Linked DNA regions of Drosophila melanogaster: region 2 is linked to region 1. Evidence: chromatin contacts called from public Hi-C data. All regions are on one chromosome and are shown on one strand. Each heading gives the region's core, a stretch centred on a gene start, on an enhancer-like site or on the middle of the called end of the contact. The rest is flanking DNA. Distances are from core to core; before and after follow the strand shown.

Evidence for each region. A called contact is a pair of places that touch in the nucleus more often than the background predicts.
Region 2: a Hi-C map of the Kc167 cell line shows a contact between it and region 1, with 4 times the contacts expected there. The contact joins the promoter of Dad here to the promoter of Sf3a1 in region 1. A contact is called at or near these places in 28 of 107 Hi-C or Micro-C datasets (the Clone 8 cell line, the D17-c3 cell line, the Kc167 cell line and 11 more) and 4 of 6 datasets of contacts at active chromatin or transcription factors (the Kc167 cell line and the S2 cell line).

Annotation. Positions count from the first base shown.
Region 1 is chr3R:17,000,911-17,003,861 of dm6, forward strand. It overlaps Sf3a1 (Splicing factor 3a subunit 1), which reads right to left and starts at 1,445. Exons shown (of 7, transcript NM_142326.3): 1 at 1,241-1,445; 2 at 954-1,118; 3 at 725-896; 4 at 1-663. The coding sequence starts at 1,349. It overlaps Irc (Immune-regulated catalase), which reads left to right and starts at 1,965. Exons shown (of 11, transcript NM_001275724.1): 1 at 1,965-2,241. The coding sequence starts at 2,166.
Region 2 is chr3R:17,052,439-17,055,389 of dm6, forward strand. It overlaps Dad (Daughters against dpp), which reads left to right and starts at 1,569. Exons shown (of 8, transcript NM_057912.4): 1 at 1,569-1,924; 2 at 2,598-2,736.

The DNA of each region.
Region 1 (2,951 bases), core at 195-2,694:
GCTTCGTCCATGTCTTGCACCTGGGTGTTGTCTCTCTTGGGGCCAGTCGGCTGGCCATACGACGATACGTTCTTCATTTGTATACCCACACGGTTCTCCATTTGCGAGAGTTTCAGACCGCTGTCCAATAGGTTGTTAGCCTGGGAGTCGCCCTCGTCGTCCGACTCGATCTGCATTTCTGTATCGCCCTCTTCGTCCATTAGACGCTCTTCCATTAGCACACGGGCTCCTACCTCGTCGGGATTCGTGGGTGGCGGGAAGTTGCCCGATTCGAATGGCTGATAGTCCACCGTCTCCACCACCACAAAGTCATGCCAATCGATTTGGGCATAGGCCACGCGCTCCCTTTCGATCTTCTCCTCCTCACGGCGGCGTTGTGCTTCTTGGTGACGCTGCCAGTTGGCCCGATATTTAACCTGCTCCAGCACCTGGTTCATGCTGCTCCTGCCCGGTGCGCTCTCGGAACGCAGTTTGCCCAGCAAATCCTTTGGAGGTATCAAGACCTTGGTATACTGCTCCAGCAACTTGGTAAAGTACTGGAAGAGCGAGTGCTGGGGTCGCAGGAAGTCAAACTGAAAGTTACGCTGCTCCCGGCTCATAAGATTGGTCAGAAACTGTCGGCCGTTACGGGCCACAAATTGAGCAGTTAGCTTCACAATGTCCCTGAAAAGATATGCAAGACAATAAGACAGCGATTGGAACTTCCTGGCGAGTGGACACTTACAAATCCAGCGCCGAAATGGAGGGCGGATCGGCTATGAACTCGAATTCAGGTGGAGGTTCCTTTGGTACGAACTGCTGCTCCACCACTTGCTTGAGAAGCTCTTGCTGGCGCTGTTGGGCGGCACTGGTCACCGCCAGCTGCTTCATGCTGGCAAGGGCAGTGATACCGGCATCTGAAACGGTCTCATGTATTAAGAGGAAGTATTAATGGGAAGTGAACGAAAACATACCATTGCCCTCGCGGAACTCGTTGACCTTGTGTCTGTAGTATGCGTGGTAGGGATCTCCGCCATTTAAGAAGTTAAACTTTGGATTGCCCAGCTCATTTTGGCGGATGCGCGCCTCGAATTCCGGTCCATTGCGAGCCACAAAACTGGCGGTCTTGTCAACGATATCTAATAGTTAAAGCTTTGATAACTGAGTATGGGAAACGCTAAATGTGTATTAAATGAATGTATTTTGAGTAAAAAATGGCTAAATTGAGAAAAAAGTTTGTTTTCTTTTTGGCAAAGGATGCTTCTAACTTCCGGCGGCGGATAGATAATCCCAATGATTGGACCCGACATCGACTTGGGCTGATCATTGCCGAACTGCTCCTCGTTGGCTTCCGCGTCTAAAGTTGCCATGGCTGGTGAAATCGTCCTCTTTTATTGATAAAATCTGATTGCTTTTTGAGAAATGAGAAAACGCTTGTTTAGCCGAAAATTAGAGGTGGAAGGAATAGGGATGGAACAATCGTTGGACTGTTGCCACCGCCATCGATAGTTTTCTTACATTCATGTAGTAATGTTAGGGTGACTCAATAAACGAACTAGTTTCAAGCCGGAACTAGTGAACCACTGGCTCAGCCTATCGATTAATTTGGCGCTGGATTTAAACAATCTGTCGGACAAACCATCAACTCAGGCGTTAATAATGGCTTATAAAATCTTTACATATATATCAGTAGATGGACGGACAAAGGCGTGGGCAGAACTGAACCCCACGGATGAGGTCTTTATTTGCATATTATGTTAGTGTTGGTACGGCTTTGTACGGGTGGCTTGATTCACCAAGCCAAAACAAAAATAACATTTGTTTACGTTTGTACGACTTTATTCATTCGCTGAGAGAGTCTGCTGCCAGCACGATAGCCAGATGATGATGATGATGATTATCCAGATGATGAGGTTCCCTTGTGCGTGATAACGACCCGACTCATTCTCATTCTCATCGACTCGATTCTGTCGAGATTTGCCCCCAAGCTCAGTAGTCTACGAATCGCTGAGCCGTCGACACGGTTTAATTGGACTGAAAGCGCGGATTAGGTCCGATAGAGTCGCAGTTCGGATCACTTCCTTATCACAAGCTAGCGACGTGACTTAAATCCCATTGACGTGCGGGTATTTTGTGAATCACAACCGGTGGCTGAAAAATCCGAGTTCTAGAACAAAGACACTGCAATGGGTGGAATTCAGTACATCTGCCTGCTGGCTTTCATAATAGGAGCATCATTATTGACAACAATCGATGCTAATTGTGAGTCCGCTAGCAGTATTTAAATTAAACTCTGTGTTTATAGAGACATTTTGGTGTCAAGTATCTCATTCTCGTGCTAATTTCTTTTAAGAGAGCACAGTCTTCTTCGTGTAGAAAAGTAGACCAAATAGAGGGAAACCTATTAATTTTATAGCTTGTTATTCGGTTTATTATGATAATAAAAACTTTATTGAAGTATATAAATATTTAATTGATAAAGCAGAAAGACATTCGTAAAGCGGAGGCTGGTCGTCTCACAGCGATAAATTTCCACAATCACTACGCACTATTTAGCCTGTAATTAAGTACAAGTATTAAAAATATATACAGAAATGGGAAACTGTTTTATTGATCAATGTAAAATGTACTTTCCACTTTCTGCGAGTGCTCAAGCGTTATATCATCATGAATGACTGCATTGGTTTTTACCAGGTTTTCACATTTGTTTATTGTAATAAACATTACTAAATTGTTACATTCAAAAAACCCCATTTGCATATACTTGTTGATAAAGATTCCAATAAATTCCAAAAGCTCACCCCAAGGTTCGCATATATGAGGGCTTATCGCTGAATAAGAATTCCCAATCAACAATTGTTTACTGATCGGATCCAAATAGATTTCTATAAGCGTGAGAAATAATTGATGTTTATTTTTCGAGTAAGATGCAGAGATATTTCACTTGAATTAGCATACTGTATTCAGGTAAA
Region 2 (2,951 bases), core at 319-2,818, 52 kb after region 1:
TGCTTTGTGGGACGCTACTCCTCGCTGTCGTATTATTTGTTTAGCATTTGCGGAATGTCTCTGGCCTCATAAGAAAATAATGTATTCAAACTCCTGCCGCCGTCCTTTCCGGAGTTAATACCCATGCCCCTCCACGGGGCAAGTCAGGGGCCCGACTCTCGCTTATTTAACGCTCACGACGCGATCAAATTCCTCCTGCCAACATCGCCGGTTGCCGGTTTCACTCCACAAGTGGCCTGTGTTCCCTGTTCCCGACCTATTATTATCGTAATGACGGGAGCCTATTTGCTTTTGTGTTTTCGAGTCGTCCAAACGAGAGACAATTATGTATTTCTACTGGAACTGACGAACCAGGGTTCCTGTTGGAGCGTCTGCTTGGCACTGTGAAAAATCTGGACGTGATCTTGTGTTCCTTACACGTTTAAGTAATACCGGTTTTAAATTACAATAAACTACAATAACTAAATTCGACGTTGCCACTGTATTGCACTGTACTGTATGTCATAGATGAACTAAAGGTAAACTTATATTTATTATTATTTAGAGAATTAGTTATAGTAATAACGACTGTAAAAAATTTTAGCATAGATAATTCCATCGACTTTTCTCGCAGTGCGGTATGCGATCCTCGCTGCGCGCTTTAAGTGTGTTTCTGTGTGTGTAGGGCCGCTGCAGGGGCGCCACTTTGTATGGGCGTGTGTGCGTCCGTGTGTTTGGCAGACATGGGCAAGGCAATGCAACTGATATGCCCTTGATCACAACCATTCATCACATTTTGCGGCAACCAAGACCGCGCTAAATGTCGATGTTGCTTCCTCAGGTTCTCCGCTCTCGACAGCATCGAGGGAGTTGAGTTTTTTGGCAACTTCAACAGACGTATTTAACAGGGGCTAATATGTACTGAGAGTTTTTAATTTGATTCGAATTAATTAAACCTTGTATGCCTTTTAAGCATTTACCTTTTAAGACATCTTAAATAAAATTTTAAGGTACATTAATCTTTTTTTAACTTAAATTATAAAATGCTCATACTGAACACGGCTTTTCAATTATAAACATATAGTTATAGATTTCTCCTATATTATAGGACAGCTTAGTATTTCCCACATAATTTGTCTAGGAAAACTTATCAATTTTTGAAATTACCGCGTTAGCCAACACTATTTCCAACGGCACTGCCAGCATGAAGCGAGTGTGGGTGTGCGTGCGCAGGTTGTATCTGTCCGCGGAAGCGAAACGAAACTCACCACGCCATAGTAGCCATCCAACGGATGCTCTCCACTCTCAGATGTCTTGGATTCTTTGGTTTAGCACTTGTAGTAGGAATGGGAATGTGAAAAATATGAAGATATTTTAACAAGTCTTTTCTAATTAATAATAAAACTGAAGTTCTTATACATTGTTAGAACGGGAACTTTATGTATGATTCTAATTTTACAATTTCTTGGTCTCTTAATTTTTCTCTCTCTCTCTAAACCTCCCTCTCCCAGGCGCTCTCTCAGGCGTTTCTCCCACGTTTATTCCCCACAGCTCCAAAGACTATCAATCCGCACAGTTAGCGCTTCGCTCATTGCCCCAACAATTTTCAACCGCGTCGCTTGTGTGTTCTTTTGCCGTTCGAGAAATCCAAATCCGAAAGATATCAACGAAAAGATGGATACTTGACGTATTGCCACGAGAAATTTTCCGAAATAACGTTATTTGTGTTCGAGACTGCTAAATGATTTTTGGGTTAATTAAATGACAAAAAAACGCAGTTCCTAAATATCGGACTTTTTCGCCTTTCCCCGACTCTTTTTTCGCAACATTTACGGGTTTTGTTTTTGTTGTTGTAAACGCGGGCGTCGTAAACAACAAACAAGTGCAGTGAAGTTGTTGTGCGCTCTAGAACTGAAATGTGAAGGAGGAAATACATAGAAAAAGTGTGAGTGCAGCAGGCAAATCAATTGAAGTGAGAATCGAAGGGGATTGGAAATCGTCAGGCGAAAATCTTTTATTTTTGCTGCTTGCTGTTATGAATTCTATGCATTTGTTTGTGTTTGTGTGTGCAAAGAAAGAGCGAGAATTCTCCGCCCGGATAACGGATCTTCGATCTCGTTTGCGTGCGTGTGTTTTGTGGTTGTGTTCGTGTGCGAATTAAAAATCAATGAGCATCGGGGGGAAAATGCGGGCCAAATAATAAGTGTGTTCAAGCTTTAACTGAGCAAATAACAGCAAGAAAAGAAATGCAATTGTTCGCCAGCCACGTACACACATTGTACCTGCACTGGCCCATACAAACAAACAAACGTATACGTATATAGCGGTGGTAGCGACGCCGGCAGAATCAAAGCAGAGCGCAAATCGCAAGCCAACAAAAAACACCTTTTCCACCACGTTAAAAATTGTTATTGTTTTCCGGCATTCGGCTACTTCAACATAATATTCAACCGAAATCAACACATTACTCGCACCTTATTAAATCCACACAAACGTACACATGCATAGGAAAAAGTGACTGACCAGCAGCAAAAAAAGAAAAAATCGACTGCGGTTACCAATCCAATAACAAAAACCCGTCGGCACGTGTTAAACAAATTCAAATTCGTTGCTAATAGTTTGTTTCTTCTGCAGTAAATGTAAATACAAATTATCAAGTGAACCTCTAAACATATCAAATACACCTACACATATCAAAAAGTAATACTACATAAGGAAAGGATTAAACGGAAACCACCTAACAAAAAATTTTAAACAGTAAGTACCTATTTCCACTCCTTAGAACTCAAAATCAAGCCGATTTGAAGAGGTGCACTCGTGATTATGCAAAATAGCTAAGTCAACAAACAAATGCTTATCACTCATTAGCGTTATTTAAGTTTTCATATTCAATATTTTCTGATGCGGTTTCGAAGATAATTTTATATTTTATATAATACCGAGTCGCGAATATCTGTTACCAAATCGCTATA